Regions from separate parts of the Oncorhynchus mykiss genome. Here region 2 is linked to region 1. Evidence: chromatin contacts called from public Hi-C data. All regions are on one chromosome and are shown on one strand. The core of a region is the stretch at or near the end of the contact, and the rest is flanking DNA. Distances in the headings are between cores, read along the strand shown.

What was found. A called contact is a pair of places that touch in the nucleus more often than the background predicts.
Region 2: a contact with region 1 is called in a Hi-C map of blood, with 9 times the contacts expected there. The contact joins the promoter of LOC110520506 here to the promoter of LOC110518747 in region 1. A contact is called at or near these places in 2 of 3 Hi-C or Micro-C datasets (blood and liver).

The regions. Positions count from the first base shown.
Region 1 is chr3:70,228,903-70,236,033 of USDA_OmykA_1.1, forward strand. LOC110518747 (tetraspanin-7) reads left to right here and starts at 2,655. Exons shown (of 10, transcript XR_005051365.1): 1 at 2,655-2,817.
Region 2 is chr3:70,547,157-70,554,287 of USDA_OmykA_1.1, forward strand. LOC110520506 (renin receptor) reads left to right here and starts at 3,113. Exons shown (of 8, transcript XM_036975061.1): 1 at 3,113-3,374; 2 at 4,446-4,576; 3 at 5,112-5,240; 4 at 5,365-5,460; 5 at 5,794-5,931; 6 at 6,034-6,087; 7 at 6,181-6,330; 8 at 7,004-7,131. The coding sequence starts at 3,323.

The sequences.
Region 1 (7,131 bases), core at 1,405-3,904:
AAATGCTTGTGCTTCTAGTTACGACCATGCAGTAATATCCAACGAGTAATCTAACCTAACAATTTCACAACAATTACCTTATACACACAAGTGTAAAGGAATGAATAAGAATATGTACATAAAAATATATGAATGAGTGATGGTATAGAACAGCATAGGCAAGATGCAGTAGATGGTATAGAGTACAGTATATACAAATGAGATGAGTAATGTAGGGTATGTAAACACATTAAAGTGGCATTGTTTAAAGTGGCTAGTGATACATTAATTCAAGATGGCAAGATGCAGTAGATGATATAGAGTACAGTATATACATATGAGATGTGTACTGTAGAGTATGTAAACATTATATGAAGTGGCATTGTTTAAAGTGGCTAGTGATACATTTATTACATCAATTTTGCCATTATTAAAGTGGCTGGAGTTGCATCAGTATGTTGGCAGCAGCCACTCAATGTTAGTGATGGCTGTTTAACAGTCTGAGGGCCTTCAGATAGAAGCTGTTATTCAGTCTCTCGGTCCCTGCTTTGATGCACCTGTACTGACCTTGCCTTCTGGGTGATAGCGGGGTGAACAGGCGGCTCGGGTGGTTGTTGTCCTTGATGATCTTTTTGGCCTTCCTGTGACATCGGGTGGTTTAGGTGTCCTGGAGGGCAGGTAGTTTGCACCCGGTGATGCGTTGTGCAGACCTCACTACCCTCTGGAGCGCCTTACGGTTATGGGCGGAGCAGTTGCCGTACCAGGCGGTGATACAGCCCGACAGGATGCTCTCGATTGTACATCTGTAAATGTGTGTGTGAGTGTTTTTGGTGACAAGCCGAATTTCTTCAGCCTCCTGAGGTTGAAGAGGCGCTGCTGCGCCATCTTCACCACACTGTCTGTGTGGGTGGACCAATTCAGTTTGTCCGTGATGTGTACGCTGAGGAACTTATAACTTTCTACCCTCTCCACTACTGTCCTGACGATGTGGATAGGGGGGTGCTCCCTCTGCTGTTTCCTGAAGTCCATGATCATATTTTTTATTTTTTTTATGTTGAGTGTGAGGTTATTTTCCTGACACCACACTCCGAGGGCCCTCACCTCATCCCTGTAGGCCGTCTCATCGTTGTTGGTAATCAAGCCTACCACTGTTGTGTCGTCTGCAAACTTGATGATTGAGTTGGAGGCGTGCATGGCCACGCAGTCGTGGGTGAACAGGGAGTACAGGAGAAGGCTGAGAACGCACCCTTGTGGGGCCCCAGTGTTGAAGATCAGCGGGGTGGAGATCTTGTTACCTACCCTCACCACCTGGGGGCGGCCAGTCAGGAAGTCCAGGACCCAGTTGCACAGGGCGGGGTCGAGACCCAGGGTCTCGAGCTTGATGAAGAGTTTGGAGGGTACTATGGTGTTAAATGCTGAGCTGTAGTCGATTAACAGCATTCTCACATAGGTATTCCTCTTGTCCAGATGGGTTAGGGAAATGTGCAGTGTGATTGCGATTGCGTCGTCTGTGGACCTATTGGGGCGGTAAGCAAAGGAGTGGGTCTAGGGTGTCAGGTAGGGTGGAGGTGATATGGTCCTTGACTAGTCTCTCAAAGCACTTCATGATGACGGAAGTGAGTGCTACAGGGTGGTAGTAATTTAGCTCAGTTACCTTAGATTTCTTGGGAACAGGAACAATGGCTGCCCTCTTGAAGCATGTGGGAACAGCAGACTGGGATAAGAATTGATTGAATATGTCTGTAAACACACCATCCAGCTATTCTGGGCCTGCAGCCTTGCGAGGGTTAACACGTTTAAATGTTTTACTCACATTGGCTACAGTGAAGGAGAGCCCGCAGGTTTTGGTAGCGAGCCGTGTCAGTGGCACTGTATTGTCCTCTTATCCTGTTTAATTTGCATGTATTCCAGTGCAATGGCACCAAACAGAACAATAATTTGGCTTCTATCCAACATATTATTCCAACACATGATATATTCCTGAATCCTCAAGATGATGATAATATAACAAACAAAGTGTGAATTTGAGAAGATCGCACGAGATGTATTTTGGCCGAAATTCTGCTCATTTTCTCTATGATGAAACATTTGATCTCAATACAGTTTTCTGTTCCCAATACTATAAACTGTTCCGAATAGAACGTACGATTTCTTTTTAGACTTGACCCTTTGCCAAAGGAAAAAAAAGGGTGAAAAAGCGTTATTTAGAAGGAGTTCAAGGGCATTAGTTAATGCGTCTGTGCACTTCACCGAGCAGGCGTTACTTAACGGAAATATGCAAATATATAGTAGAACGCGCCAATAGGATCTTGCTATCTCGTGCTTGGTTCGGCCCACCTCCTTTTTGTTCTGCCCACTATGATTAATTTGCTCTCATTGTAAACAACAGGCTGTCTATCTTGGGTTAGTTATACAAAACATTTTATTCAAACTCTATACTACTGCCCTTGGAAACCCACCTGCTTGAAAGGTCCGCCAGAGGGGATAATCGAGCTGTGTTATTTTCTCGGGTATTTGTTCCTAACCACAGACCAGGTCTAGGAACAGATTATCAAAACAAATCGTACCTAATATTCCCGATAAATAATTTCTGAGCCTGTATCAGTGGTTAGGGGGGCAATCAAATTCTATTTATGGAGCAAAAATATATTGGCGGCTGCGCTGTGAATGTCTGTGGTGCAGCAGCCGAAAGACCTCCAGCGGAGAGTCGTGGTAGCGCAACGCTTGCAGAAACAGTCCTTTCAGTTTACTGTTGTATGGGCATTGGGCAGAATGGAGACCAAACCAGTGATAACCTTTCTCAAAACCCTCCTCATCGTTTACTCCTTCGTGTTTTGGGTAAGTTAACGTTACCCTTGTTTTATCCTTGCCCCAATGAAAGCCTTGGGGAGATCGTTTCCGTCGTTGTAGATGCAGAGCTGTAGGCTACCCGTAAGTACCGTTATTTTTTCCATGTGTTTGATGAATTCAGTTCATTCGAGGGTGTACTTGTGTTTTTTTAATATGTCTTCTTGTAGACAACCTCTGCCTTTGTGGTACAGATTCATCTGTGCCTTTGTATTAATCTGTGCCTTTGTTATAATGACTTCTTACCAGGGTCATGTTTACAACAAGCCCACACGCTTGGAGAAATGCGACATCCTCTGCTGTAACGTTTGGCTTATTTCGTACATTGTCACTTACTCTAGCGTGAGGAAGTCTCGATGTGTTGCTCTGTATTTCGAAGTTGTCACTGACCGCAATACATGCCATGCTCATGCTTAGGCTATATAGAGCGCAGTAGCTCTGTAGTCAGACACGGGTAGAGGTTAGCAGTCGAGGTTATCATGTAACGGTTTCTGTCGGTCCATCGTTTGGTGCGAAGCAGCATGAACGTGCACTCGTCAATGTCGAGTCTACAGCATGCATAGGTTGCTAGGTTGCAGTCAATTGTTTTGTCATTGATTTAGCATTCGACCATAGGTCGCACTATAAAATCCCGAGATGGATGTGCACCTGATGTTTTGTAAACAGCGCATTTCAAATGATTTGTCTGCATCCTGATAAGTTGTTTGTCTTGACTGACTCACTCTTATACAAGCTCTGTACTGTTGTTATATGTCTCCTGAGACTTCTCTATCATTGTTATACCATAGCATGTTTCTTTCGCCAACTCCTCTGTATATTATTAGGCTAAATGACAAACAGTAGCCTACAGATGCATGGGCATCAAGTCAGATGGGGAACTAAGGAAAACATAAGCAATCCCTCTATAGGCTATCCTAAGGTAAACAAACTCATCTGGTGTATTTGCAGCTCTTATCCTGAGATATCTTTGTCAGACAAGGATGGAGGGATGCTTCACTGGGCTAAAAGTGGTCAATATCAGGGGATGTCTTTATCTGTTTCTGGACATCTGACATTTCATTCTATATAAGGAGTAGACATGCTCCAGATACGCGTCTCCTTAATTTCATATACGGAGCTAGGGTATTCTCCATAATGGGAGTTTCTACATGCATCCAATCCTGATATCAGACATCTCCCTTCAACCATGAGTCCAGGGAGATATCGGGAGTGCCATGAGATAAATTCAAGACATGCACCTGATGCGCATGCACCCGTTTGCATATTTGTATAATATTTGACATATCTAAGCCTTTATACATAGGCATGAACGAATCCACATTACCCCACGTTCTCAATAGATATCCGTACAATATACATTATACATTATATGCATCCTCGTGTATCTGATCAAAAATGAGCTAAATCCGCCTCATGATCCATGTCCAGCGCCCAAATTATTTGACCTGTTCAGGCGCCGAAAATCATTGTGCTTCTTCACATGAAGGTGACATATCTGAGCATGCATTTACACAATATTCAATAGTAGGCTACAGGGCACGGAAAGGAGGACATCGTCATATTTAATCCAAGTTGCTATTTCCAAAGCACATCTCTGCTATTTATGTTTTTAAAAAATGCAATCAAATCCAGAGCTCCAATCACAAAAAGTTTTCTGTAAAGAAGCAAACGTAGACCAGCCTTTGCAAAAAAAAAAAAAATGTATTTATTTTACAGAAAATAAAACGTGTACACCCTCAATACCCTGCCCTGTTTGTTATGGACATGGATGCGACATGGTCAAAAGCGGTCCCGCGCAGAGCAAACTGCCAATGCATAAAATCTAAATTGTGTCAATATTGCAAGAAAATATTGTCATTTCACATAACCATACCACAAGGTAGCTAGCTACCATACCTGCTTCATTCATAACAAAACGAACTGAAACAAGCTAAAGTTAGCTAGCTAATTAAATGCGTTTGCTTGATAGCTTATATTAATCAGTAATACAAAATATGCCTAAATATTGTTTTAAAACGTTAGCTGTCACCTTGAGGTTTGATATTGGGTACAAATATGTTTTCCTGAAGGGAAGGCAATTTCGTTATTTGTTAGCTAGCTAGGCTGCCAGTTAGCTTTTGCCCCCCATCAAGCCTAGAGAACTAGCTAACGTTAGCTAGCTAACCCTAATGGCTGCTGGCCAAATTAGCTAACATTCTTGATTCTAGTTACCAAGATAAATAAAATAGCTCAAATTTGCTACTCTTTAGCGTTAACGTATTTGACATATTTTCTGAAGAGCTTCTCACTTTTGTTTCTCCAGTTGTCCATTCGACCACATACTATTTACACACTCATTTATGGCGCCCAAATTTTAAAAAATGACAGCTGGAACTCCACAGCATAAAATACCGGATTCTTGTTGCTAGGCTACCAGTTACAGTGTTTTTATTTTGCGGTTTGCGTGCGCCTCTATGCAGATTGGAATACAAAAAATATAGCTAGTGTCTGAAAGAATGATATGGATTTAATATTTGTCAAATTATTGAGCATGTCCTCAAAACTCAAATAAGCATCAGAGATTGTCATTTAGCATATCAAAAAGCATATCAAGATCCTGATATGGACCTCAGTCAAGAACATATGCATTATGTGCTGAGAACATATACTATGTATGCCTTCTATCAGTATTTGTCAACATATCAAACAAATAAGATGTCCAGATAGGCCTATCCCAGGATATCTAATGAGTCAAGGCAATACCCTGTATGATATCCGGAGGGAATGCATGAAAGAAAAATATGGATTTTATATTTGCCAAATTATTGAGCATGTGCTGAAAACTCAGAAATGCATCAGAAAGTGTCCTTATTTTCAGCAGATAAAAAAGCATATCAAGACCCGGATATGGACCTCAGCAAAGAGAAGCATATCTGGAATCAATATAGCTTCATATCTTGGAAACACAGATATGTGATTTATACAGTCAGTATTTGTCAACATGAAGAGCGAAAATAGGATGTCACATATCTCAGGATATTGAATGAGTCCATATGCCATGTGTGATATTTGGAGTAATCCCAATGTCATATATATGTCTAAAAGAGATGGTGCATATCCACAAAACTCTAAATATGTATTGGAAATGGTTTGTATTCTCTAGAATATCAAAAACGTTTAATGTTAAGATTTCCCCTGATATGGACCCTTTTCTCCCAGTGCTCCTCTTAGACCTTCAGGTCTGGGATCAGTTGACCCTGTCCCCAGTCCTAACCTGAACCCCCAAGGACATACAGTATAACTCAAATCTGGCCTCGGATCAGCATTTACATGTGAGACAAGAAAATCAGAGGCTGTACATGACTCTCTCAGCAAGCATTTAGTGCCTGTCATAGATACTAACATTTATATTTAGTCCGGTCAGTCAGAGCAGCCTTAACGCTTCCACACCCTAGTCTGCATATGATCACATCTCCCCAGCAGGAAGGAGCAGCCGACTGGATCGGTGGTCTCAGCACCGGGGCAGGGCAACAGCTCGTCTCATTTCCGGGGGGTTAGGGGAACTAGGGATGGGCTGTCAGAGGGGTGGTGGTTTGAAATTCTTCAGATAGTTTAGCTCCTGAGTTTCACTGTCGTCAGCTTGTGATGACCGCTAATGTCTTCCGGTGAGTGGTTCAGACTCCAGTTCACACGGTGTGGTGTGAAGTGGTGCCTATGCCGGTGAGGTATGTGAGACAGTGACATGTTTTAATGTTCCTGTTAAAAATAGAACTCATGATTTCTCTTTTAGGGACGGGTGGGAAAGGGGTCATCCGTTTTGGGTCCTATTGTATTGGGGACTGGTTTTGTCAGTGTTGTCATGGCTGCTGGTTTCTGTGTAATCTCTCAGATTGCATTGGATTTTATTAGTTAGATATTGCCTTGTTGCCACTGATACAGAATCCAATGTTTTCTTCATCATCCTAGGTAATGGTTCCGATTGTTAGTGTAATCTGATCCTAGATCTGGGACTAAAGGCAACCTTCTACATCGGTCGATGCGTCACAATAGCAACGTCATCACTTCTTCCTACCTGACCCTGGGTTTTGATTTAAACAGATGACATCAGTTATATTGTAAGCAGACAAACCCACAATCTAATCTAGTTTCTGGCCTGAATATCGATACAATAGATGGAAGGATGTTTATAATATAAAGACAAGGCTGTGCTTTCAGAAGTATTCACACCCTTTGACTTTTTCCACATTTCGTTGTGTTACAGTCTGAATTTTAAATGGTTTAAATTTAGATTTTTTTGTCTCTGGCCTACACATAATTCCCCATAAT
Region 2 (7,131 bases), core at 1,863-4,362, 320 kb after region 1:
TCTTCACAACCAGCTTCCGGTCGTGGATGGAGCAACTTGTGTACCAGGCCGGGGTGCAACCGGTCAAGACGTCTCGATGGTGCAGTGGTAGTATTACTAGAGAGGACCTTGGGTGGCATGCCGAATTTCTTCAGCCGTCTTAGGAAGTAAAGGAACTGTTGCGCCCTCTTTACCTGGTGTTGGTGGTCCATGTCAAAACACATTAACTAGATCGCAAATCTCTAAATATAATACCCACTGTTAGTAGCAGTGGATGTATTCATCCAACAGTAAATGTAATGTTCTTTAAAAACTTTGCAGTTGTAGGCTACTACCACGAGACCTATAGTCTAATCCTCGCAATGGCCATTGCACATTTCACGCATGCTGCTCCATATCTCAAAGCCATATCAAATATCTTGGTTGTAAAATAGTAGCTATTGAGCTGGATATTGAGAAATTCAAATTATACCTTCAGAAAGCTGAGACCCTGTTCTCTTTGACAAGGACAAGGGGACAAATCTTCCAAAATTGTGTTTTTCCCACAATTGCATTTTGAAATATTGTGCCCTCACTGGGGGCGCAGGGGCAGATACTTTCATTACAGGAATCATAAGAATAATGAACTTCACTTTTTGACCAAATCATGGCTTTAGCCGCCCGAAAATAGGACGTTTTGAGTGAAGTTACAATGTAGAATGTGCTCTTTCTACGTTAATAGGCACACTTTCTGTTTTTTACAATCCATGATCTAAATGATGACAGAATCAGAGCAGGTCTCTTTGCTGATGCTGCTTTTGACGTTGAATGGGAGTTTGAGTAACCAGAAAACCAGGCCGGCCAATCTTTGTAGGGGGGCCGGCCGTTGCCCACTGATCAGCCAAAGGCTCATTATAGATTAGTATAACAGAGAAATTGCACAAACATCTTTCTAATTAAATATTTACAGGCCCATTGGTCAGCTTTTCATTATTTAATTTTTTATTCAAAATCTATATTTTGTGTGTGTGTCAATTTTGACCAGTCCATCCAACAAAAAATGGTCTAGCCCATCTGGCATTTACCAGAGTTGCCAGAGGACCAATCCGCCCCTGAAGCTGACCTTAAAATTAAATAAACATTTATTGACTTCCGCAATTTTCCCTTAACATTCACAAATTATTTTTATTGCATCGTCCGAGTAAGCCCTAAATGGACCCTGGTTGGTTAATTTATGATCCTATACCCCCATCCAGTGGATGTACTTGATATTACAGGTGAAAAGGACATGGACGATGATGATGTTTTGTTCAACAGTTTATTGAAAAGTCCCTACTTCCGGTATTGATTTTCCTTAGCTGAACATGTCAAAGGATGGAAACAATTAACTACATATTTCAATAGCCATACAATATTTATTTTTTCAGAAATCAATCAATGTTTCTGGCTTTCTGAAAGACCAATTCTTGCCCATAATGCATTCCTAGCATCTTCGTGACAATAGGTACAATGATGCAAAAGTGCAAGAATTGTGTTAAATTCAGACCTTCAACTCCTGAGTACATACCTTCGTCTCCTGAATACAAACCAAGTAATCTTATTTTTTAGGTCTTCTTGCTCTCTTGAGAATATTGAATTGGAGTCAGTCGTTAGTGTTGAGCGCGCTGGGGTTGAGCCAGACCAGGATGAAGTGGGCCTAACTGTGGCGACATGTGTGGTTGAGACTTCCAACGTTTGCCCTGTGAATGTTACCGAAGATTTTTTTGAAAGAGTGGATTCCTGCTTTTTGGCAGACCCATACGTTTTGTCAAGCTGGGTAAAGGACAAACTAGGAATGGTTACATCTGTGAAAGTTTAGAGAAGTGGAATTGATTAGATTTTTTGTACATCCTTTGCCCAGAAGAAGCGGTGCTTCACACGGCTCGAGGTTCAACCAGTGGCGTGCTTTGCTCTCCGGAACAGGGCGCCACACAAAGGGGTGATCAGTGGGGTAGCGTTCAGTGTTGAGGTGGATCAAATGAAAAATAATATTCCTGGTGTTTCTGACAACCGCAGTTTGGAGAGAAGTAGACCCGGTGGTAATGGCAGGCATGTTGAGGTAGGCATGTTGAGAACAAGTTCTCATTTACAATTGCGACCTGGCCAAGATAAAGCAAAGCAGTTCGACACATACAACAACACAGAGTTACACATGGAGTAAAACAAACATACAGTCAATATTACAGTAGAAAAATAAGTCTATACACAATGTGAGCAAGTGAGGTGAGATAAGGGCGGTAAAGGCAAAAAAGGCCATGGTGGCGAAGTAAATACAATATAACAAGTAAAACACAGGAATGGTTGTATTGTTGAGCTTTGACACAGAGTTTCTATCTGATAAATTCAGGTTAGATTATATTTGCTATTCTATGAGGGCCTATGTTTCCGAACCCGCTACAGTGGTTTATAGGTGCCAAGGATTCTGACATGTTGCAGCAGTGTGTAGAAGGGAGATCCCAAGATGTGAGAAAGTTGCAGGAGGGCATAGTCAGAGGGAGTGTACAGTTGGGATAGAGAAAGCACTGTGTGTCAACATGCACGGGTGAGAGAGCGACAGGTTGAGATTGCCAGAGTTTGAGTTGGGCACAAATGTTCCTATACTGAGGCAATGAAGAGACTAGAGGATAGCCCAAGGGTGAGTGATTTGACTGTGAGTCCGCCAGTGAGTCAGCCTGAAAAGAGAGGTCCAAAGAGGATGAGTTGTAGTATTTTATTTATTTATTTAATTAGGTAAGTCGGTTAAGAACAAATTCGTATTTACAATAATGGCCTACACCAGCCAAACCCGGACGACACTGGGAGAATTGTGCGCCACCCTATGGGACTCCCAATCACGGCCGTTTGTGATTCAGCCTGAATTTGAACCAGGGTGTCTGTAGTGACGCCTCTAGCCCTGAGATGCAGTGCCTTAGATCGCTGATTTCTTGTATTTATAGCCATGGTGATCAAATGTACTGTGCCGTTGGTGCGAAAATCACAGAAGATATACGTGGTAGTTGCAGCAGCAGGGGAATATTTGGGGGTGAGAGATTTAAGTGCTGACGGTCTATAGGAAGATGGTGTAGGACCTTTTTGGGCGAAAGTAGTGGGTAGTGTATAGGTGCAGGGTTAGATAGTGGTGCAATATAAGACTCTCCCATGCCCCTTTTTCTTGTTGTTTGTGACCAAAATGTGCAATCCGCACTCTGACCTGCGACAAGCAGCAAAACACAACACAGCGTCTATTCTTCCGGAAAGTCACACGAAGAAGATATACGTGACACGCGAGTCATCTGATCTACGTTAGAGCAAAAGGGGAATTGTGTTGCTGGAAAATCGCCGAAGGATGGAGACTTTATTCAGCGTAGCGTTTATCTTCTGCTCGGCTTTTACGGCAGGTAAAAATTGGAAATCTTATATATGATTATTTAGCTACTGATGTAGATCGTTTTCTGGAAATGATCTCATGGGGATGCTATAACGTTAACGAGTCATTTGCATTAATGAAAACGGTAACGTTAGCTAAGAGGCACTAACCGTTTTAGCTAGCTAACGTTAACGCTAAAGAAATGACTTTAAAGAACACTTCCAATCGTGTTGATATAAATATTGTTGGCAACTTGTGGCAAGCCGTGTCTTTCCCTTATAAATATGTTATAACGATTAAATACTGCTTTTTAGTTGGGCTAATTTCCCTAGCTTGCTAGTAAGCTAACTTGACAGCCTGACCGCCTGGCAGCAACAACCACCGAACTGGAACGACAAAACATGAGCTAACATGATGAGCCATTTCCTGCAGTTTTACCCCGTCTGTTGTTGTGCACAACACTATCTAGCAATATGGCTATGGTTCATTGTAAGCTGTCTTACTAACCAGACTCACAGGGGATCGTCTCGGCTAGCCAGCTGTATCACGTGACATACAGCATTCATTAGTCGGATTCTGTTGCTAAACGTTTGGTGTGTTGCAAATCGTTTACTCCAAACGGAAGACGTTTTGAACGATAACGAGAGTTTCTATTGGAAAAATTCAGGTCGGTCCCTCCACGTTTCGTTCTACTTGCTTCGGTTTGGTTCCTATAGTTACTATTGCAAAACGTTTGCAACTGACAAAACGTTTTGAATTGGCATCCAACTAATGAATACACACCATATTCGCTTAACTTCCTCAAAAATCCTTCTGCTTTCCCAGTCACGAGACTCCGGCTAACTAACTAGCTCCTGTAGCCTGGCATTCCCATTCATGAAATGGCTGTCTTTCACAGTTTGTAATTAACAGGCAAGTGGGAGCAAATGGCAACACCATACTATCAGAACCCACCTAGATGAACCTCCAAAAGTCATTATGTGGCCCTGGTGTCCCCTCCACCTACACCATATTGAACTCCAAACAGTAGCTAGCTTTGATAAGTAGGTTGTTTATAGACAATATTATTTGAACCAAACCAATTCCTTCTGTTTTCCCTCAGGCGTTCAGGGGGACAGCCTCACCATATTGCAGGCCCCAGAGTACGTGTCCTTCCAAAAGGGAGACTGGCCAATCTCTGGGGAGAAGATTCCAGATATGGTGGCTCTGACTATGGGGTTCTCTGTCCAGGAGGTACACACACACTTTAGGGTCCAACAATTTGGACCAGGACCTGATGACAATCAGACCTGACCCGATCATTGAAAAAAATACAATGGAGACTCAAACAGACCCTAGAACAATCGGACCGGAAGACAACTTGACCTAACCCATACCCTAACAGTATCGACCACACCCGATTGGACCCCAACATTATGTTTATCAGCCAAGTTGCTCTTCTGCTTAACAAATAGGTCTTTATATTATATTGACCAGGCCTTCTATATGTCAATAAATTAACCGTATTTGCATAAACTAAATGTCCCTTGGGTCCGGGTCAGGTCCTGTTTGATTGTCATCGGGTCTATGTAACTACAGCTGATAGACCAGAGTGGACCTGACCACAGCTCTGCATAGCCTATAGCATAAGTTTGAATTTGGGGGTTGGGTCTCAGGTATATCGGGTCCACTTGCATCAGTGAAGACCCACACAGGCGCATATCCTATGTTTGAACAGGTGCGCAAGCCTCTGGTATTTTACATGATACTCTAACGTCTGTGTTTGTAGGATCTCTCCTGGCCTGGCCTCCGGGCAGGTCAGTTGTTCCAGCGTCCCAGGGCCAACGTGCTGGTGGTGGTGAGGGGGGTGGACAGCCTGGCCCTGCCCCAGAATGTGGCCTCCTATCCCTTGGAGAACGTGAGTGAGGCCAGGCTCCCCATCAGAGGTGATGGTTGAGCAGCAGCAACGTTCTAATTTGAATGAGATTCTTCACCAAGGCTCTATTATTAATAACTCTTCCCTTGTTCCCTCTCTCCTCCAGCCGGTACCCTTCAACCTGGACAGTGTGGCTGAGACGGTTCATTCTCTCTTTGCTGAGGACACTCCTGTGGTCCTCCAGCTGGCCCCTAGTGAGGAGGTACTGTATGGACCAGCACATGTCAATCAATCAATCAAATTTATTTTATATAGCCCTTCGTACATCAGATGATATCTCAAAGTGCTGTACAGAAACCCAGCCTATGTGGAAAGGTTTATTTTTTCCAGAGGGTTTGTATGTGCAGGGGGATAGTAATGTTATCAAATAATAATGTATTTGTCACGTGCGCTGAATACAACAGGTGTAGTAGACCTTACTGTGAAATGCTGACTTACAAGCCCTTAACCAACAATGCAGTTGGTTAGGAGCCCGTAAAACGTCAGCCATCCCCTCCGGTGCCATTATTGTGTGTGTGTCTACGTGTGTCTACAGAGGCTGTACATGCTGGGGAAGGCCAACGCGGTGTTTGAGGACCTGCCTGTGACCCTGCAGCAGATCCGTTCTCGTCTCTCCCAGGATGGCTCCGTGCTGGCCTCCCTGCCACTTAACTCCCTCAACCGCAACGCTGAGGTAACATGCATAACTAGTGCTGGTTCTATCTGCGTCCCTCGGTTAAAGTGAATAAGGGTTGGTTGATCTCTGAACTCTGACCTTCTTCCTCTCTTCTTATAGGCTGATCTGCTCTTCCTGTCTGAGGTCCAGGTTCTGCATGACATCACTGCCCTGGTAAGACTGAATATGTTGTTTGTTGGGCACAGGGGAATTGGATAATTTCAACGCTGGTCATCTGTTGTGGCTAACCCCCTCACCCTCATGTAGCTGCAGAGACACCGGCACCTGGCCCAGGACCACTCCCCTGACCTGTACTCCCTGGAGCTGTCTGGCCTGGAGGAGCTGGGCCGTCGCTACGGACAGGACTCCCCACAGTATCGAGATGCCACCGCCATCCTGGCCAACGTCCTACAGAAGGTAAATACAGTGTTTCCCCTAGGATTTTTTTCAGCAGCGGTGGCAGAGTTTGTGTGGGGGGGCTTCCTGGGGGCATCTATATATCAAATAAAATGTTTAGTGGCAGTGGCACGAGTAGTGTTTCATCTCTATACGTGACCACCTGTTTGTCATCTCTCGCTCTCTTTTGCTCTCTCTCTCCTGTGCTGTAGTTTGGTGAGGATGTGTTTGGTCTCTATGGTGACAGTGCGGTGGTCGAGGTTGTCACGGTGAAGAGCTTTGAGGCACCATTGACCAGGAAGTCCCGCTCCATCCTGGAGTCCAAACAGATTGTATGTTTGTTTATATTAGCTTCATCTGCCCAGATCTTCTGTTTTTATGTTTTATGTACATATCGATGGATCAGTGGAGGCTGGTGGGAGGAGCTATAGGAGGACAATTTCATTGTAATGGCTGGAATGGAACAGAGTCAATGTGTTTTCTATATTTTTGATATCGTTCTAATTATTCCATTCCAGCCATTACAATGAACTTGTCCTCCTATAGCTCCTCCCAACAGCCTCCTCTGTTGTATATATTTATGTATCAAACCATGAGTATTTTTAGATGTGTCTGAAATTCTATACTTCATAGATGAGATTTGCAACTACTGAAATCCTCTCTCTCTTTCCTCCTTTCTCTCCTCATCACACAGAGTAACCCTGGTAGTCCCTATAACCTGGCCTATAAATATAACTTTAATTATGCAGTGATCTTCAACATCGTGCTATGGCTGATGATCATCCTTGCCTTGGCTGTCATTGTCATCTCATACAATCTGTG